Linked DNA regions of Mus musculus: regions 2 and 3 are each linked to region 1. The links are chromatin contacts, called in public HiChIP or PLAC-seq and Micro-C maps. All regions are on one chromosome and are shown on one strand. Each heading gives the region's core, a stretch centred on a gene start, on an enhancer-like site or on the middle of the called end of the contact. The rest is flanking DNA. Distances are from core to core; before and after follow the strand shown. Region 1 holds the start of Ppp2r5e (protein phosphatase 2, regulatory subunit B', epsilon). Region 2 holds the start of Prkch (protein kinase C, eta). Region 3 holds the start of Ppm1a (protein phosphatase 1A, magnesium dependent, alpha isoform).

Region 1 (4,306 bases), core at 231-2,730:
CTGGAATTCCATATAATTCTGCAGCATGGGGCAATGAACTTTATTAGGGTAAAAATGGCCACTCAGTCAGTCAGTCAGCAGCCAGTCTTCTGGGGTCTGCTTTCGTATAAGCCATCTTTCCCATTTCAGTTCAGGGCAGTAACATTCTCTTTCATAGTACAGAATTATTTTTCTACCCAACAGGATAGAAATTTGCAACAAACCAGAAACGCAAACGCATGGTTAGCACTTGTGGGTATGATACAGAGAGCTTTATAAATGTATATTCCTTAACTGTACAGAACATGACATGATACTGAGAGGAAAAACTCGGCTACAGGATGAAGCATTTTGAGTTTGAAAAAGAATATACATACATGTGTGTATGTATGTATACATACATATATATATACATATATATATATATACTTGTGTGTATATACATATATGAAATATAATACTAAAACTACATCAAAATGACTGGTTATTTTGGGTTTATGGATTATAATATTATTTCTCCTGTATTTCCCCTCCCAGATTTCCAAATTTTGAGCAGCTGGTAGTTTGATCTTTGTAGTTAGTATTTTTTTCTTCTTTTAACTATTGTACGTAGCCTGCATTCAAATTGATTGATGGTCTAAGAATATTCTTTGGAAACGTACCATTTGGCCTAGGGTTCACCAATGATGCAAAAACATGTATGTATTTTCGTCCTCGTTCTAGATAGAGGTAAGTCTTCTGTTTAAACTCAGACTCAAACTATCAATTAAAATCTGTCGAGTTGGGGGCTGGGTATTTCGGAGTCCTGAAAGGGCGAATGCGGGTATTCTGAATGGGAGACTGCAGAGTTGCCATCTGCATTAACTCCCGGAGCGCGGGCCCCCGCCGAGCCTGGCAGGGGCATCAGAGAGCTGATATTCAGAACTGGCTTTTGGGGGGACCAGGTGAGAGTCCAACCGGTGGCCAGGCCTCCCACGAGTTGAGCGAAGGACAGCCACTGGGGTATTTTTCTGCCGGCTTCCATGGCCGCGTTTACACAGGGCTCAGGGGGCCGTGGGTTCCGTGCGGAGTGGGGCTTGCGGGCTGAACCGTGAGGCACCAGGACGGCCGCCCTGTGGCCTTCGGATACCCGGGTGAAGACGCTCGCGGTCCACAGGGTTCCGCCTGGCGGAAGCTCCAGTCTCGGGCGCGCCCGCCGAGCTCTCCTCAGGCCTAGCAGACGCCGCAGTACCCCCACTTCAGGCGCCCTGGCGGAAACGGCGGCCCGGTCGCCCGAGCTCACGGTAGCATCCGGGTCCCCCGCGCCTCGCCCAATCGAGGGCCCCGTCCCTTCACACCCTCCTGTTTCCCCGCCCCCCCGCGCCGCCAATCCCCGACCAGCTCTCAGCCGAACGTGCTGGCCTGGGAGTGAAGGCGCGCGCCGGCCAATGAAGTCTCGCTTCCCGTTTGAAGTCTCCAGTGGGCGGGCGTCGGAGGCGGGCTCTGCTAGCCAGGAGGTTCGGTTGCGCCTGTGCCATGGACTCAGCCGCCCGGTGATATTGACAATAGGAGAGAGAAAGGGGCATTGACGGGGACCCTGCGCGGGTAGCGAACGGCGGCTCTGGCAGCGGCGGCTCAGGCGGCTCCAACTCTTCCTCCCGACTCCCGCGCTTGCTGCCGCTGCAAATCCAGGCTTCCTCCCTCCTCCCCCTCCCCGCGTCGCCGCCGCCGCCGCCGCCGCCACCACCGCCGCCGGGTCCGGTGCAACGAGCAGAGGCGCCGCCCGCCGGGAATGTGAACGAAGAGCCACCGGCCGCGCCGCAACCGGGTCGGTGCCGATTTGATGGGACGGGCCCGCGGGGGAGGCTCGTGAGGCCGCCGCTGCCACTGCCGGAGCGCTGAGGTTAGGGGCCAGCCGAGAGGCCTAGAAACACTGCCGCTACCGCGGAACCGGAGGGACGTCGCCCCGGACGGCCGTAGTAGCCCGGGGCTCTCCGCCGCTGCCTGGACCTCCCCCCGTGCGTCCCGGGCCGTCGCCCGCCCCCGCCGCGGCCCCTAGCTCGCAGCCCACTCCGCGCAGCCACAGATCATCTTCCGATTCTTTCCCAGGAGCTTCAAGGTAACTTCAGCTTCGGGTCCCGCGGCTTGCCTCCCGGGGAACCCGCGGAGCGGCGGGCTCGGGAAGGCCGGGCCCAGGCAGCTGAGGGGTGCGGCGGGGTGGGGGGAGCGGGAGCAAGCGCCCGGCCCACTTGTCTGATCTACCTGCAGAGGCTTTGGAGGCCAGCACCTCTCTTCTCCTCGGCCTCGCCGGCTCCTTTTCCTCCCTCTTTTGAGGCGTTTTCTTGCCCCCCCCCCGGCGGGGGCGGGGGAGCAGGGAGGAAGATTCCGTGGCCGCGCAGCTTCTCCAGGGCTTGGGGTTTATGTGAACATACCTGCAGACAAACAGGCCACTTCCCTGTTTTCATACCTCCCCCTTGGAAAAGCCCCAGTAGTGTGCTCTTTAGAGAATGCTAACGCTTTGGGTGCAGTGGCCCAGGTGAAACCTGTTTCCCTGGGCTTTGCAGGGACCCCGCTGTTACCATCATTTCTGCAATGCTTTGAGTTGAGATCCTTGACATTTTATTCAGAGCTGCGCGCATAAGAGGCAAATGATGAAAAAGAAAGCTGCCTATAGATCATCGTTAGAGATGAGAGAAGAGAAATAGAGACAGAATGAGGGATGGGGGGAACGAGGCTTACAGAAATCTGTGTTGCTAGGGTTAGAGTGAAATCTAAATAATTCCCAGATGAAATTGTAATATTCGTCCCTAAATTTACAGCATACCAGTGCGATGTGGAACTTCTTGCTGAGGTCTGACATTTTCGATAGTATTTATAATTTATTATTCCGTTTTTTATATGTCACATTATATTTCAAGCCAAATTAGAGTTAAAAGAAAATAACTTTCTAATGAAAGAATCACGAAGTCCTCAAAATCCCAAATTAACCTTAATATTGTCCTCCCCTCTCCAAAGTCTATGCTATTTTAGTTGAATCCAGGTAATGCAGATGACTGTTTAATCATAACACATTGGGAAGGCAGCTATCTTACTCTTTGTGGAAGTTAAAAAAAAGCATTTGTCTTAGGTGTCGGTATGACACTTGAGGAACTGAGCCTGAGCACTGCATCATATGCATTCTGTCGATCTTGTCTGCCATTAATCTTGCATGGAGCCTCAGTAGCACCTGAATGGTACTGGCGTCTGTTTAGTTTGGTGAAGGAGTCTAAGCTCAATGCTTGGGACTTTTAGCATCTGTCCTTCCTTTGAATAATTTCGAAGATTAAATAATTGCAGAATGATATTCAGTCAGTTCTGTTGGTTTCATGTAGCACAATATTTGAACTTAAACTCAACTTCATCTTGGGAGGCTGTGAAGTTATGTTTTCAGTTCAACTTTGCATTGGAGTTTATCTTAGTTTTGTTTATCAAACTTTAATAACTTAAGATGGCTTTATTTAAAAAATTTGAAATAGTTGTAATCGTGCCTTTTGTGCGTTCTCATTCAAGTAATCTAGCCTGTCCTCATGTGCAAGGTGGTGGCTTGTAACAGCAAGCACAGCATGGCACATTGCACCAAAAGTCCTGCTTAGATGGTGCCAGTAGGATTATACTTAGAGTAATCATGGTGCTGTCGGATACTGAGGTGGCTCCGCTCATTTTTTTTTTTTTTTACCTGAGGCAGGATCTCCTCCCACTGTGTGTCCCAGGGTTGGAGTCAAGCTGTTTAGGCTGGCCTTGAACTCATGACCTTTCCTGCTTTTGAGTGCTGTTACCCGCTACTATACCTGGCTTCATTTGTTTAGATTCTTGAAGTGCAAAAGGGTTTTAGCCCATTCATAATATTAAATTTGTCAGGAAAATGTTTCTGTGGACTTTTTCCAGCTTCAGAATCGCTCCAAAATGACTTCAGGAATCCCAAGATGGGAAGAGCTGTGCAATTAAAATGGGCAGACAATATAGAGACTTGAGGTCCAGGAAGACATTTTTTTAATGCTAATAATGGAGTGGTGATACATTAGAGTTCTGATTTTGTTTAATGGTAGCCACGTTATTTATTTCCCCTTGACAAGATTTTTCTTTTTTGTTTTTTTGAAACAGGTTTGTGTGTGTGTGTGTGTATGTGTGTGTATCCCTGGCTGTCTTGGAACTCACTCTGTAGACCAGGCTGACCTCTACCTGCCTCTGCCTCCTGAGTGCTGGGATTAAAGTCGTGTGTCACCACTGCCCGGCAGCAGCAAGACTTCTCTTAATTGATTTTTTTATTTTTTGGTACATATTCCTATTTTCACGAATATTGTATATGGGA
Region 2 (4,544 bases), core at 164-2,663, 2.0 Mb after region 1:
AGAGGAATAGTTTGGAAGCACCCATACACCCAGGCTGACTGAACTTAAGAGCAAACAGAGAAGTTTTAAACCTCTCACCCCACCACTCCCGCCTCCACCCTCGCCCCCAATCCCCAAGGGAAAAGCTAAACAAAACTCTGCCAGGGTGCAAAGCCATGCACTCACTCTGATCCCTGCCAGTGTAGCTTTTGTACCTCTGGGATGTAATGGATGTGCATGCTGAAACACGTGTGCACGTCTGTGTGGCTGAACCAACATGCATCCATAAACACTATGAATAATACTCGCGAGAATGTATGGCTTTCTCCTAAGAAGTGTTTGAAGCACTTGATTCAAACCATATCCCTTTCATATCGCCCTTTCTCTGCTTTTCTTTATATGAGAGTTGTGATTCCCAAACCCCCTACCCCGGGAGGAGGGGGATGGAACTCTGTATCACTATTGGGCTTCCCCTAAGTGCAAAGTCCAGGTCCACAAAGAGGACGGATTCCCAGAGTCCCACCTGCGCCCGCATACACCCACGGCTGTCGCGTCAACAGTGCAGGCCACCTGGGAAAGGACCGAAGTCTAGAGGGAATTCCTTCCCCTGCAGGGCGATGAGGGAGCGGGACTCTGACGAGTTTCGAAAATTAAAAGGAGGGAAGGTCCAGCAGACATGGAGGAGTGAGGCGATCGCTACTTACCCAGCCCTCGAAGGTGTCCGAGGTACCAGCCGTGCGCAACAGCTCCTGGAACTGCAGCGTGCAGTTGGCCACAAAGTGGTCATAACCCAGGGGCGTCTCGTGGAAGACGGCTAGCTCCAGGTGGCCGCCGTCGGTGACATTGGCGCAGAACTCCTCGTTGTAGGTGGGTTTGTTGGTCTTCTGCTTTGTGCTGGTCTGGCCCACGCGTACCTGGTCTACGCTCACCGTCAGGTAGGGGTCCAGCAGCTGGTGGCCCTTTTTGAAGAGCGAGTGCCGCAGGGACCAGCGGGTGGGCTGCAGCCCTACAGCCTCTCCGATGCGGACCCTCAGATAGCCATTGAACTTCATCGTGCCGGACGACATGCCGGCGCTGCTGCCGGAGCCCCGAGGGGGCCGCGCTGGCTGGCACTGGGGAACCCGGAGCCCGGGCTCAGGGCAGTCCTCTCCGCTGCCACGGGCGTGGAGGCAGCTCTGGGAAGAAGCAGCGCCCGAGCCCCCTGCGACCGGCCATTCCGCCTCCTCGGAGGGATCTTCCCCTCCCCTCCTTCCCTCCCGCCCTTTCTCCTGAGGTGGAAAGGAGGGGAGCCGGGCTCCGAGCCCTCGGCGGGCTGCTGGGCTCCCGATCGTCCTTCTGGAGCGCGCGGGGCTCGCCCCTTCTCCGGGGCCGGCCAGATAGTCTCCCCGGAGAGCAGGAGCGACCCGTCCGGCTAGCTCCAGCTTTGGCGTCTCTGCCCCCGCCTCCGCCCGTTCCTCCTGCCCCCGCCTCCGCGGGCTCACGCTCTCCCCCACTCGGTGAGCTGAGAACCAGGAAGCAGCAGCAGCAGCAGCAACCGCAGCCGCATCCCGGCCAGAGCCGCGCGCCGCCGGGCTCCAAGTTCTCAGAAGCCCGGTGCGGGCTGCCACGCCTTCCGGACCCCGGGGGCGTGGCGCACCGCGGGCAGCACCGCCTTGAGGGGTGGGTGCCGGGGTTACGCGGTGAAGGGGGCCCGCACTCCCCACTCACCCCAGGGGCGGTTCCCGCCCTGAGTGCTCGCGGATCCCTGCTCCCGGTGGCCGGGTTGGCGGTGCGTTTCGGGCTGGAGGCTGCCCTAAGGGGCTGGACAAAAAGAAAGGATTCCAGGCCCACCGCCAGCAAACACCTGAGGCGTGGGAGACAGCCGGGGAGAGAATTGGCAGGACGGGTGGATGCGGAAAATCAGCAGCAGGGAGTTCCTACCTCCCACCCTAAGTAGTGGCCTGGAGACCCTGCCGGAGGGTGACAGAGCCCTAGCCAGAGGCGGGTGTTCTGTGGGGAAGGGGAGGTCCCTTTCCTAATCTTTACCGGAATGGGTCATCCCAGGTTCAGCTTAGACTCATCCTGTTTATGTGCCTTTTCGGCAGAGAGTAATTAGTTGTTTTGTTTGCGTATTTTTTTAATAGGGCAATGGTAATGATGGAAATCCTGTACTCCTTCCTGGGAGAGGTGTGTCACTGCACAAAGAGCAGGAAAGATTGGTTCTGCTGGAGACTGACAAGGCCAAGATGTAATAAGTCCCTTCCTCCGCAAGAGGCGGTTTGCTGGTCCACCTAGTCCTGCATTATAAGGGCAGCAAAGTGTTCACATGCGCCACCCTGACACACAGTGGCTTTCAGCTGCCTCTTCTAGGAACAAACACTCTAGGTTGTTATTGTCAGAGTGGGCAGACCCTAAGTTTACCCATCTCGTGACTTCTACAGGTTTTGTCTCCTAGGAACACCTTTTGGTCTAATCCATTCTACCATAAAGCTTGCTCCCTGAGGGCCAGCCGCAACCAATATGTCTCCTATAAAGTCCAGGCCATTCTTAAGACGCTTAAGGACGCTCACCATACTCGTTCTTACTGAACAGGCTGGTTGGTCGTCTGTCCCCTTTCTAGCACATGGTTTGGCTTGCTGAGAAGGTTCTGGGCAGTTTCTCATTAGGGAGTTGAGACCTCACCAGTAACAGCTTCACACTATAGGATGAGATGGAGAACAATGGGCTGGCCGGATGGGCCTCTCTTGGAAATACCAAGGCTTCCTGAAAGAGTGGGGCAAGGAAGTAGAGGGTCACTTCAGTTCAGGCAGAGCTCTCCAAAGTGTGCTAGCAACCCGTTTGTAGAGGTAGAGTCGGCTGGGTGAAAGCAACTCTGACTTCTTCCCTAAAGAGCTGGACCTGGCTCCTCCAGAGAGCTGCCGGTTCGCCTTAAGAACCACGAGGGCTCCAAACTTTGTCTCTGCAACTCCTTCCGTGGATATTTTATTCCCTATTCTAGGGAGGAATGAAGTATCCACGCGTTGGTCTTCCTTCTTGATTTTCTTGTGTTTTGGAAGTTGTATCTTGGGTATTCTAGGTTTCTGAGCTAATATCCACTTATCAGTGAGTGCATATCAAGTGACTTCTTTTGTGATTGGGTTACCTCACTCAGGATGATATCCTCCAGATACATCCATTTGCCCAAGAATTTCATAAATTCATTGTTTTTAATAGCTGAGTAGTACTCCATTGTGTAAATGTACCACATTTTCTGTATCCATTCCTCTGTTGAGGGACATCTGGGTTCTTTCCAGATTCTGGCTATTATAAATAAGGCTGCTAAGAACATAGTAGAGAATGTGTCCTTAACATGTTGGAGCATCTTCTGGGTATATGCCCAGGAGAGGTATTGCTGAGACAAAAGAATGGACCATCCAGAGACTGCCCCACCCAGGGGTCCATCCCATAATCAGCCACCAAACGCAGACACTATTCTATACACCAGCAAGATTTTGCTGAAAGGACCCTGATATGGCTGTCTCCTGTGAGGCTTTGCCAGTGCCTGGAAAATACAGAAGTGGATACTCACAGTCATCTATAGGATGGAACACAAGGCCCCCAATGTAGGAGTTAGAGAAAGTACCCAAGAGCTGAAGGGGTTTGCAACCCTATAGGTGGAACAACAATATGAACTAATCAGTACCCCAGAGCTCATGTCTCTAGCTGCATATGTAGCAGAAGATGGCCTACTCAACCATCATTGGGAAGAGAGGCCCCTTGGTCTAGCAAACTTTATATGCCCCAGTACAGGGGAATGCCAGGGCCAAGAAGTGGGAGTGGGTGGGTAGGGGAGCAGGGCGGGGGCAGGGTATAGGGAACTTTCAGGATAGCATTTGAAATGTAAATAAAGAAAATATCTAAAAAAATAACATAAAATAAATATGTGGAAAAAAAAAAGAACCATGAGGGCTGCTGTTCATCTTCTGCACTCTAAGAAGACTATCTCCAAATGAAGAGGAGCTACACAGCTGACCTGGGGTTGGGGTTGAAGGAACACCAGACATTTCACATTCACCCTACCAGGCACTGGGGTGGGCAGCGGCAGGACAGCCAAGTGTCTGATACTCCTGTAGGACCTAGAAACAACCAGCAGAAACATCACATGTGGCAAGTGTTGGAAAAGAAAGGGCCAGGGGTCCTGACACGTGTAATCCCTGTGGATAGATGATGTCCTCTGAAGAGGTAGGCAGCAGGGATGGGTCAGACTCTCGAAGAAGCAGCACAGTTTGACCTGTCTGGAGAAAAGACTGGGTAGCTGGAGACAGGAAAGATGAAAGTCAAGTGGGTAAGAGAATGCTGCATAGGTAGCCACACTGCCAGACTGAGGCTGGGGAGGAGACTCAAGAGAAAGGCTATGGACATTTCCTATGAGCAATCTCAGCAGCCCAGGAAGCTGTTAAGCAGAGCCAAGGCAGGGTGAGATTTATGGATTTAAAAATATTTCTTGGGCCATGTGGCCAGTCTATTGAAAAGAAGACGCCTGGGTGGAGAGGGTCCTGTGAGAAGGTTGCTGTTAACTGGGATTTTCCGGGCGGTTAATAGAGATG
Region 3 (4,529 bases), core at 1,898-4,397, 2.8 Mb after region 1:
ACATACATTCTTGCTAAAAACAACAAAGTAACCCATGAGGCCACTGAATTGATAAGTATTTGTGTTACCTGAAGACAGGGCAAGCATGACAACAATACAGGAAATCTAACAGCCGCACATTTGTGCTTCTGCTCTCCTGAGGGCCATCCTGCATATGTCACAGGGCCAAGGCTTAGTTTAACTGTGTCAACTCCCCTTGAGCCCGGTTTTTTTTTTTTTAAACTGTCTTTTAATTTGATTAAAGATGAAAAGCACTCACGGGTACTACTCAGACAATAGATGATTGTTTGAAAGGAACATCAAATATATATCAGAATTATTTTTGTATCAGTATAGACTAAGAACAGCAATACATTCTACTGGCCATAAAGTAAACAGCCAAGGTGAGGTTTGAAAAAATTAGAAAGATGCAGACATTTAGTAAGCACTTAGCAATATTTACAAGGCAACAAAAGAGGATGCTATACATTTTGGTAGGGGGGTGGGGAAGATGACAACTAGATATTAGGTGAATTTCCAAACAAAAGTTTAAGTTAAGACAAGATCAACAACACTTGGCTTGAACCAAAATACACAGACACACGGACACATAGACACAAAGAAGCTCACAATGTATTCTTATAATGCTCATCATATCCAACCACTGAGGACCCCAGCTTCTTCAAACATGCTGTCTCAGGTGCATGCTGTCCCCAAAGATGTCCCAGGACATCTTCTAGGCTTCCCAATGGCAAGAGAAAGAAAGATCAGTGAAGGCCACTACAGGAAGGTTCCCTAAAGCCGGGCCACAAACTCAATAGAACAGAGCCCAGAAAGAAAAACAACTTCAAAATGGTAAAACATCTAAGTAGCAGGTCTATCAGGTATGTAGTTGTTAAAGGTATGTTCAACAGTCACAGAATGGCAAAAGAATAATAATAAATATACATGTGATGATGTAATCTACCCCTTGGCATTACTGATTCCAAAGCTCAAAGGGTCAAATGCCTTGTCCCTGGGCACAGATATTTTCGAGCACATTTCTGGCAGAGCACCATTCCTTACAACAGGTTATACTATAATTATGGCTGGTCACTACAGCCCTTCATACTGAAATGTAGTCATTCATTCCATGTGAAAAATAGGGACACAAACCCTGCAAGAAGCAACTTGATGCTTCCAGTGGCCAATTTTACTATTTTTCAAACATGTATTACAACTAATATAAAACATTATCCATCTTAATATTTGATACCACCAACATAATTACTCCCCAGATGTAAAAGTGTTTAGTATTAATACAAATGTTTGAAGAAACTTGCACATATAGTTCATTATAATTTCAAGGTATTACTGCTGTAAGCTTCTAGGTTAAAAGCAGTCATCCCAACATAGCTGACTGTTCAATCAGGTATATACAAGACAAGTGAGGAGAACTTGGTCTTGCACCATTCAAGAGGCCCCGAGCTAAATCTATCCCCAGCAATGCAAAACAAACAAACACACACACACACAAAAATGCAGCCCAGAACTGTAGCACTGGGAAGATGATCTGCTTTGTGCTTCAAATTATTAAACAGTCAAGCAGACATTAAGGCAATAAAGGCGGTATTGAAGATAAGTATGTGGGTGTGTGCTCACTATCTTTCTGGTCCTTAGTTTCCTCATCTGTAACTACAGAAATAATCTTTGGCAAAGGCCCAGAATACAGAAAAGGTTAAAGGGAGGTGAGAACCAAGCACTATGTAGTGAGCCCTCAGAAACCCTAAAATCCTAAGGCCCAGAAAACAATCATTTAAGTTCTATGATTCTTCAGCAGGCTTCTCCTCCATCCAGTAGTAGTCATGTTTGAAATCTGAAAGCCAGGGTTTAAAAAGATTGTTTTTGTTTTTTTCTCTGAACCGTGGAAAACTACTCATTTTCGTAACGTCAAAATCATTTATTCTTCTCAAACAATGCCAATCTCCTTATACTCTAACCGCGCGGTTAAAAATATACCAGGAGCATTATTCCAACTATCAGGAAACTTGGGGTGGGGGCGGCATCGTAGATTGCTTAGACTCTGACCTTTGTGGATTTCTAAGTATCGTGTAGTGTTTGAGAAAAGAGAAAAACACTTTGGATGATGAAATTTGCAAAAGATCTAAAACTCCAGTTGGCAGAAGGCTCTCCACAGCCAGCTGTCTTTCAAGAAGGGGATCCGAGTGTGTTTACAACCTACAAGCAGAAGGGAGCCAAGCCTAAACTAAACTCTAACATAAAGAACTTTCCTCCAATATATCAGGCCAAAATGATGCAAAACCTGTAGTTTACTTCAATGGGTTTGCTCCAAGCCGGAATAATGAATGAAATGGAGGCATCACTACTGAGTTGGGGGCCTCACTTTCAACCCAGCGGGTGAGTCTCCAAATCCAGTGAACTCACGGGCTGATCTGCTTCAAGGGGAGACCCCGCTGCAGGCTCCCCGAAAGTTCCGCGGCCGCCAGTGTCCGCCCCGCCCGGCCGAGGGTCGCGCCCCCTCCCAGCCGCCGCACACACCCCGCCTCCGCCCCCGCCGCGTGTTAACCCCTCGCCACCCGGCGCGGGCTCGGGGAGGAGGCCGCCCAGGGGGTGGAGTTGTCGCGTCTCCTCCCGGGATCGCCCGGGCAGACGCCCGGCTTGTTTACAGGCCCCAGGCCTGGCCGCCGCCGCACAGGCCCTCCGCCCGCCCGCCCTCGCCCTCTTCCTCGCCCTCGCGCCGCGCTTACCCGGAGCAGCCGCGGGCGGGCGGGTCCCTCGGTCGGCCGGGGCGGCGGTGGCGACGGCGGCCGGGCACGGGGTCCCGCGACGGCGGCCGGGCCCGGGCGGAGGAGGGGAGGAGCCGGGCTGGGTCCGGGCCCCCGGCTCTCGGAGCCCTCGCGGCTCAGATCATCCGGGCGTCGGAGCGGGAGGCAGAGAGCGGGGCCCGCGGGAGGCGGAGGAGGCGCCGAGGACTCATCGCTTTCCGCCCCACCTGCCTGGGCCCCCCTCCCCCCGCCCCAGCCACCCGATCCCGAGCTGCGGACCCGGCCGGCGCGGAGACCACGGCGTTCTAGCTCCTGCGCGCGCTCCCGCCCCTAGCGCCGCCACCGCCGCCGCCTCTAGCGCGGCCCCGCGCACGCGCGCTCTCGACACCGCTGCCCCTCGCCCGGCCCCGCCCCGCCCCGCGCCGCCGTTTCCCCCACCCCCGGCCCTGCAGCTGCGGCGCGGCCCATGGGCTGGAGAGACCCGGATGTGGGAGGGCCGGAACTGCGGCTTGGGCGGGGGAGGGGCGGCGGTGACGTCACTGCCCTGCGCTGCTCCTCAGGTCGCTGCCGCGGGCCGATCCCTAGGGAGCGTGGACGTCCTGGGTGCGAGCCAGGCGCGCGGCCTTCGCGCTAGGGCGCAGAGGGCCTCTCCAAACCCGGCTGTCGTCGTCGTCCGCACCCGACTCTTACACCTGCCTACGGACGCCGGTCTCCAGGTGCAGTCTCGGTTAGCGCCCGGCACAGGGGACTCAGCCTGCCCCTTCGACCCCACGAGGCGCACACGAGTGCCGCGGCCATACCGCAGACGTGCGTGTGCAAACCGTTCACGCCTTGGGACACGTGCCTAGCTAGAGCTTCTCGCGGGTTGTCCCCGAGTCCCTGCAGGGATTCCGAATTGTATTTATGTGCACGTTACGGGGTCACGTGATTCGGGCTCAACGGGCACCTCCAAAGACCTCCAGTGGGGCTAATGGAACCGAGGGTTTTTCAAAATCTAGAGGATAATCAGAAACGTGACAGCTGCTTTCACGGAGAGCTAGAGATGAGCAAAAGGTAACTGCACGTGCAGGCGGCCAAAATCCAGTTTAGCTAGCTCGACCACAGAAAACCCGACCCACGCTGCTTGCCGACGCCGGGATAGAATGACAAACCCTAGGCAGCCAATGAATCAGAGCTGGAAAGCAGTACATCACCAGTATGAGTTCCCATTGGTTGGGTGTGCCTTCCCAGCTTTTCAGTCACCAGCTTAACCCTTACAACCAAATTCGCAGGAATAGAAGTTTAAGAGAGATTCTGATATAATACAAAGAAAAAGCATATATTCCGCTGAAATAGGCTAATGCTTTAAAAAAAAAAATACTAAAACTATTAGCCAAATTGAGTTCAGACCAGTAACAAGATTAATTTCAGTAAGGCCTTCCCCTTTTCTCTGGTGCTTACTGCAGTTTGCCACCCCGCTACTTCGTGTCTCTTATAAACCACTCCATTGTCTTGACTCTTAGATCAAATACAACCTGCTTTTGCCGGCTGTCATCCCGCAAACTATTTCTCTATTTTGGATGTTGTGGTAACCATTTCTGATATTTTCACCACGACTTATGGAAGATGATTCCCTTTTCTTCACTTTTACACCTGACATCAATGGCAGGACCACATGTGAGACTGCCAATTCCCAGCAGACACTATCTTCACTGACCCTCCAAATCACTCAGTATTTTGGGAATACGATGAATTTGTAGCACCTCCAGGTATATAAAGTAAAAATAAAATTCACTATACAGTTCT

Evidence for each region. Hi-C and Micro-C count contacts between places; a contact is called where the count stands out from the background. HiChIP or PLAC-seq counts read pairs in DNA pulled down with a chosen protein or histone mark.
Region 2: a Micro-C map of embryonic stem cells shows a contact between it and region 1, with 4 times the contacts expected there. The contact joins the promoter of Prkch here to the promoter of Ppp2r5e in region 1. A contact is called at or near these places in 3 of 39 promoter capture datasets (cranial neural crest, hippocampal neurons and stem cell-derived epiblast-like cells), 1 of 484 Hi-C or Micro-C datasets (embryonic stem cells) and 2 of 115 datasets of contacts at active chromatin or transcription factors (embryonic limb bud and embryonic midbrain).
Region 3: a contact with region 1 is called in an H3K27ac HiChIP or PLAC-seq map of regulatory T cells, with 17 times the contacts expected there. The contact joins the promoter of Ppm1a here to the promoter of Ppp2r5e in region 1. A contact is called at or near these places in 2 of 39 promoter capture datasets (hippocampal neurons and pre-B cells) and 3 of 115 datasets of contacts at active chromatin or transcription factors (astrocytes, embryonic forebrain and regulatory T cells).

The regions. Positions count from the first base shown.
Region 1 is chr12:75,593,406-75,597,711 of GRCm38.p6, reverse strand. Ppp2r5e (protein phosphatase 2, regulatory subunit B', epsilon) reads left to right here and starts at 1,480. Exons shown (of 14, transcript NM_012024.3): 1 at 1,480-2,077.
Region 2 is chr12:73,581,665-73,586,208 of GRCm38.p6, reverse strand. It overlaps Prkch (protein kinase C, eta), which reads right to left and starts at 1,413. Exons shown (of 14, transcript NM_008856.4): 1 at 684-1,413. The coding sequence starts at 1,046. LOC115488016 (collagen alpha-1(I) chain-like) reads right to left here and starts at 2,531. Exons shown (of 3, transcript XM_030247047.1): 1 at 2,442-2,531; 2 at 1,900-1,998; 3 at 1,074-1,779. The coding sequence starts at 2,531. The coding sequence ends at 1,114.
Region 3 is chr12:72,759,829-72,764,357 of GRCm38.p6, reverse strand. It overlaps Ppm1a (protein phosphatase 1A, magnesium dependent, alpha isoform), which reads right to left and starts at 3,147. Exons shown (of 6, transcript NM_008910.3): 1 at 2,727-3,147.